Linked DNA regions of Mus musculus: region 2 is linked to region 1. Evidence: chromatin contacts called from public Hi-C data. All regions are on one chromosome and are shown on one strand. The core of a region is the stretch at or near the end of the contact, and the rest is flanking DNA. Distances in the headings are between cores, read along the strand shown.

The links. Hi-C and Micro-C count contacts between places; a contact is called where the count stands out from the background.
Region 2: a contact with region 1 is called in a Hi-C map of bone marrow-derived macrophages, with 2.4 times the contacts expected there. The contact joins two enhancer-like sites. A contact is called at or near these places in 4 of 484 Hi-C or Micro-C datasets (the C10 cell line, LSK cells, bone marrow-derived dendritic cells and 1 more).

Annotation. Positions count from the first base shown.
Region 1 is chrX:59,691,884-59,694,977 of GRCm38.p6, reverse strand. It overlaps Gm36631 (a long non-coding RNA gene), which reads right to left. Exons shown (of 4, transcript XR_878119.1): 4 at 2,900-2,930. Among named protein-coding and RNA genes, the nearest start is that of Gm36631, 100 kb to the right of the region's middle. Within about 2 kb of position 1,762, at least 6 of the 459 cell types and tissues checked have an H3K27ac peak or open chromatin away from gene starts, as enhancers often do. A contact at or near this core is called in bone marrow-derived macrophages, where this site is marked.
Region 2 is chrX:60,019,932-60,023,179 of GRCm38.p6, reverse strand. All of the region lies in intron 6 of F9 (coagulation factor IX), which reads right to left. Among named protein-coding and RNA genes, the nearest start is that of F9, 22 kb to the right of the region's middle. Within about 2 kb of position 1,654, at least 14 of the 459 cell types and tissues checked have an H3K27ac peak or open chromatin away from gene starts, as enhancers often do. A contact at or near this core is called in bone marrow-derived macrophages, where this site is marked.

The DNA of each region.
Region 1 (3,094 bases), core at 513-3,012:
TCCTCACTGCATTCTTATATCCCAAGTTCTGACAGAACAGCCCATTAAACTCTGGACAATCATCATCTTTTCCTGCTCAAATTTCTAAATCGTCCCCAAAACAACAAGATCAGGTCCACCTCCCTCTTGGTCCAATTTTCATTCTATTTTGCTTTCTGTCGCTGTGGCAAGCAGCTCAGTCAAAAGTGACTTGGAGGGGTTGGGGATTTAGTTCAGTGGTAGAGCGCTTGCCTAGCAAGCCCAAGGCCCTGGGTTCGGTCCTCAGCTCCGGAAACAAAAAAAAAGTGACTTGGAGAGAAAATGCTTTAGTATTTCACAACTCACCATTAAGAAAGTTGAGGTGTGAATTCAACCAGGAGCAGAGGCAGAGACCATGGAAGAAAGCTGCTTATTTATTTGGACTTTAGATTTTGCCCAGCTTTTTGTATACCACCTAGCCTCTCCAGCCTCCAGATAGGATCAGTGAGATGGGTCTTCTTACATCAATTACTAATCAAGAAATATTCCTTAGACATTCCCACAAGACATTGTGATTGAGGCATTCCCTAAATTGAGACTATCTCAGATAACTCTGAGCTGTGTGAAGTTGATAGCTGAAGCTAACTGGGAAAGGTCATTTTTAGGATAACAGTCAAATTCACTTGATTCTCTTTCTGTACCTTTTAACTTTCTGACTTCATTATTTTTTGTCTCCACTTCTCCTGGTTGACCTGGAAAGATGAGCACAGGCTGAAGAAACAGGCCCTCCACTGCAAATTGATTTAATAATATATTTAAAGAGAGACTTTCTGTTGAGGATCTATTGTATACCAAGCATCCTAGTTTCATTTCTGTTGCTATGACAAAATACCCTGACCAAAAGTAACTAAGGGGAGAAAGGGCTCAGGGAAGTTAAGCAGAAGAAACTAAGGTCATAACACATCCACAATCAAAAGAGAAATAAATACATGAATACTTCATATTTAGGACTCAAATTCAGGTAATGATGCCACCCAAACTGGGCTGGTTCTTTCCACATCAATTAAGGCAACCAACACAATCCCCAGGGACATGTCCACAGGCTAGCTTGATCAGATAAGCCTTCATTTAGACACTCTCCCCAGGTGACTTTAGATTGTGGCACGTTGAAAATTAAAACTAACGCATCAAGTTTTATGCCAGTTACTTTTATACAGTTTACACATTCCAGTAATTCTGTGAGAAAGGTGTCATCATTATACTGATATATTGATGAGAAAACCCGCACTTAAAAAAATGGAATTGTTTTTTTTTCAAGGCCTCAAACTAGGCAACTGGCAACACCAAACTGTTTATCTCCAAATTCTGGTTTGTTTCCTTTAACCACAACCACCTAAAGCCTAGAAATCTGTTTGAGGACACATGAGCATGGATGCAACTTCTCTCGCTTTGATATTCTACTCGTACTATTTTGTTCAACCTCTAAGCAGCAGCAGCAGCAGCAGCAGCAGCAGCAGCAGCAGCAGCAGCAGCAGCAGCAGCAGCAGCAGCAACAGCAGCAGCAGCAGTTTTCCAGGCTGGGAGGCAGTGTGCATGACATGGATCACCTGTCAGTCACCTCTAATTATGTGGTTCAGCTACTGAATGCTTTACTATCAGAAAGCTGCTCCTTCCTGTCAGTATAAAGCTCTGTCTTCTTTCAAATAACCTCCAATTTAGTACTCCAAATCTTCACTCTAGGTTATTTAGAGGAGGTATTAGTCATACTGTGGTCAGTTTCAGGATCCCCTCTTGCTCGGATTTCTTACAGTGACTTGGTGATTTCTCTTCCTCAATAAAGATCAAAGAATGGAGACTTTTGACATTGGATGGTGTGGAAGACAATTCTAGTACTCACCAGATTTCCTGTTCTACTTTCCTAAAGCATATCTTAACTACAATTTTAAGATTCCTGTATAAGTTATAGCTGTGTAATCATACCATAAAAATAGGCATGAATATTCATGTGCACTATGACCATATTAGACCATCATATGCTCATGTGAGCCTCTGTTCAAGGTCCTCTATATGGATGTAATGGAGAAAACACTGAGAAATTAGTGAAAGCTTGGTCCTGGATCACAATGTGAGAGACACCCAGCAATGAAGACTTGTACCGGATTGTGTTCTGAGTTAGAAATAACTTTTTCCTATGAGAAAAACTAAGCAGATTCAGCATGTTGTAGTTGACTCATAGAAGATAGTTGTATTTAATAATTGCTGCACCCAAGATTCAGGGAACACTGCAGAAGAAGAGGAAGAAAGATTTCAAGAGCCAGAGGAGTAGGAAGTCTACTTTGAGAATGTATCCCCCAGAAATAGCATGGATGCTACAGCATGATACTTCAATAATAACCCTGTCTAAAGAAAACCCAAACAATGAAAATATCAATACACATAGTCACGAGGATGGAAAATATTCCACAGTAGGGGTCCCTACCCTAGACAACCAGGAATTACTGCTGAGAGAGAAAATTAGTCTTTCCTAGAGATAAACCCCTAATTGGTTATGCCATACAAAGGGCCAGCCCTGAAATCATGTATATAGAACAAGAAAAATGAATGCAGCAGATTGTATTTATATATCTATGCATTTATATATGTAACAATAATAAATAAATAGAGGTCATAAATTTGAGAGGGAGTAAAGGAAACAGGAGCGTTGGAAAGGGGAAAGTTTAGTTCTGATAATTGTAATTACATCCTAATTTTAAAAACTTTAAAAGTTCGTGGTAATGCAGATGATATTTGGGCTATAGAGAATAGTTTTATTTAATTAATACAGAGGAAAAGAATTTCTGGATTCCCATAAAGTATGTCAAGGAAGGACATTGAAGAAATAAATAAAATCAATGTCACTGATGAGACAAGTGAGATACAGGGTAGAAAGAGTAACTCACTCACTCTCTTTGTTTATATGCTTCCTCTTCCACCTGGAAAGTAAGCAACAGAAAGTTACAAAGTGAGATCCTTTCCTCTCCATGGAAAGCTGAAAAAAGTAGAATATGATAAGGATAATGCCATCTATGCACATACAAGGGCCCTGATAAGCAGCAATGTCACCCCACCCTATGGAATGTCTCTAAGACATTTTTAA
Region 2 (3,248 bases), core at 405-2,904, 330 kb before region 1:
AACATGTTTCTGTTAATGTGTGGTATACTTGACTCTCTGGCTTCCCATCCAACCCTGTAGTACTCCTTCCCAATCCCTGCTTCTTTTCCAAGAAGCTCCGATCTCACTGTGGGAGAACCTGAAAGAAACACCTCTGCTGCCTGGCTTGCACCTTTGGCCTGGGTTGAGGGGTTGAGGGGTTGAGGGGAGGAGTTTGAGCCTGAACTGGGTAGCAGTGCAGCTCAGAAGCCTTAGAGTTCCTAGAAAGTGATCCTGACAGTCTGCTTAGACAGGCCACTTAGTCCCTGGCGACTAGCCAGGCAAAAGAAGTGGAAGCCCTGGAATGGTGTGAGAAAAGAGAGTGACAGCCAGGCTCTGGAAATCCTCTAACCTGTGTCCATGGGTTTCTCATGGATGGATGAACATTCTCTGACTCTCAGGCTAGACCTGCTACTCCAGGGGTCAGAAGAGCTCTGCCAGTTGACAATGCCAAAACATTTGCTCAAACAAGGCTCCTGTAAAAGCTGACCAGCCTAGCAAATGAGTCAGGGACTCAAAAAAGGGTTCTTAATTGAGACCAGACTACCTACCTACAACTTTTACCTGTAAGCTGACAAAGAAACAGATATTTTTCTATTCCCCACCCCCTTGGCAAGATGTGGACAGATCATTTAAATTTGTGTGTGTGTGTGTGTGTGTGTGTGTGTGTGTGTTTGTGTGTGTATGTGTGCATGCTGAGACTTTAACTCAAGGTTACACTGATGCTCCGAAAGCACTCTACTACTGAAATACCACCAGCACCACCAAAACCCTTTAACAGACTAAACATGTCTAGTTCATTCAAACTGTTGGTAATTCCTGATGAAAGAAAATTCTTTGTTCTTTGTGGGATTTCTTTACTCCTGAGTGCTCACTTTGTCCCTTACTCCAACTGACTTCCCCAACAAAAGAATCAAGTCCGAATGGAAAGGCCTTTGGGCAACATCAGCAACTCGAGACACTTTTCTTGGTGACAGTTGCAAATGGTAGTTCATATTTCAGAACCAGAGATGTAGTGTGGAGATCATTGAAGACGTCAGCTCTCACTTTCTCACAATGCCTTGGCCACAACATCTGGGTGCAGTCTTGTCTGTAATTAAATCTAGTTATCCTGGAGAGATGGCTCTGGCACTCTTATCAAGGACATGTTTTGTTTCTAGCATCTCCATCTTGGCTCACAACAACCTGCATCTCCAGCTCTAGGGGAACCGGATGTCTCTGGGAGCCAGGCACAGATGTAGTACACAGACATATGTTCAGGCAAAATATTTATACATGTAGAATAAATAAGCTAATTAAAAACTATAGTACTCTCTTGTGACAGATTACCCAATGTGGCAGAGCTGATCATTTCCCAAGTGAGAAGAGGCCGTGGTTGCTTTCACTTCCTGTTTCTTCTTTGTCTAAGAAACCAGGAGAGGGGGTAACATTTGAAATAGTGCAACCACCACCTAGTAGTCTCTTCTAGATTTACTAAAATTTCTTTAAGAAATTATTTCTATAGGTATTTGCTAAGCATCTGCTCTAAGGAGAGTGGATGGAAAAATACAGATTATGTGACAAAACTGAGACTATGTCCCCCATTTTAGTTCTGGTTTAACTGTGTTTTTTTCTATTTTGTTTAATGAGGGGCAATGTTAACACAACATCTTGGGATTAAAAGCATTCTACCTTATTTAAAGAGGAAATGATGTTGTTAGTCAATAAGTCTCTGGACAAATTGCTTTATGCCCCTAAAATACATGGAGGATCAAAGTTATAGGATTTGGGGGGCGGGGTTAGGGACACTGTGGTGGTTGAAATGAAAGATGTCTTCCCCATAGGCTAGGGCATTTGACCACTTGGTTCCCAGGTATTGGCGCTTTTTGGGGAGCTGGGGCACCTTGCTGGCGGGTGTGCTTTGAGAATCCATCACCTCATTCTACTTCCTGTTTTCTGGCTCTGTCTCATGTTTGTGGTTCAAGATGTGATCTCTCAGCTTCCAGTTCCTGCTGCCCTGCCTCCCCACTGTGATAGACTCTGTCCCTTTGGAATCACAAGCCAAAGTAAGTTCTCCCTTCCTTAAGTCGCCTTTGGTTATGGTGCTTTGTCACAGCAACAGAAAGGTAACTAATCTAAACCACCTTATACATGTATATTAGGGATATAAGGAACAAAAATACACGAGAATGTAAAACAAAACAAAAAAATAGAGTTAACTATACTGATGTCAAATAGAATGAAAACATTACTGTGCCATTACCCAAGAGAGATTGTTTAAAGAAAGGTCACTGAAGAGGATTAGTTTGACTAAGAACAGTGAAGAACAATAAAGCTGTGAGAGCAAAGGAAAGGATGGTGCGGGATAAGGGAAGTAGCTCTGGTATGGTGCCCTTAAGGAGGGCCAGAGGGTATATAAATGTATACACAGTGTATTTTATTGCCTACATGTTTAGTGTCTATATGACTTTCCTCTATCCCCAAATACATGTTTGACATCTGTCATCTAGTATATTATAAAATGGCAGAGTAGCAGACATTTCGAAGAATTCTTGATAGACCCATAGCTAGTATACATAGCTAGTTTCAGAAATTTCTAGTGCTGTTAAATGTGATATTTAGATGCAAACATCTACCTGACCTCCTTAAATTGTAGCTAATTTGATGATTGCAGTGTCATTTAAGCTATCAGAAGTTCATATTTTATTAGAGAAATTATTGTCGTGTGAAGAATCATTGAAATCACTACTAAATTATAATTATGACCCAAGGAGTTTTAAGCTAGAGTAAACCATGATATGTACTATCTAACAGAAATACATGTAATGATGGAAAATTTCTCTTAATACCTGCCTTGTCCAGTAAAATAGTGACCAACTACATGTGGCCATTATTCCCTGGAAGTGTGGCAAAAGTGACAAAGAAACTGAAAAAATTTTAATGTTTTTAACTAGTTAAGTAAAGTATCCACATGTACTGACCCCCAATTTTATGTAAGGTCTGGACTGGCTCCTTTCATTGAGGTAGGAGGTGGCCTGTCTCTCCTCTCTGATGGAATCACTTGGGCTTTGGTTAAATATATAGTTAAGGCTTGGGTTTTGCTCCTAATCTAACTCTTAGTTTAAAACAATATGCACAGGTAATACTGTATATGCAGTTTCTGTGGTGAACACACTTGGAGGACAGCATAGATTGACTCCATTATTTGATATTTTGGAGACAGGTTTCTGTGTGTGTCCTTTAGGACAGTG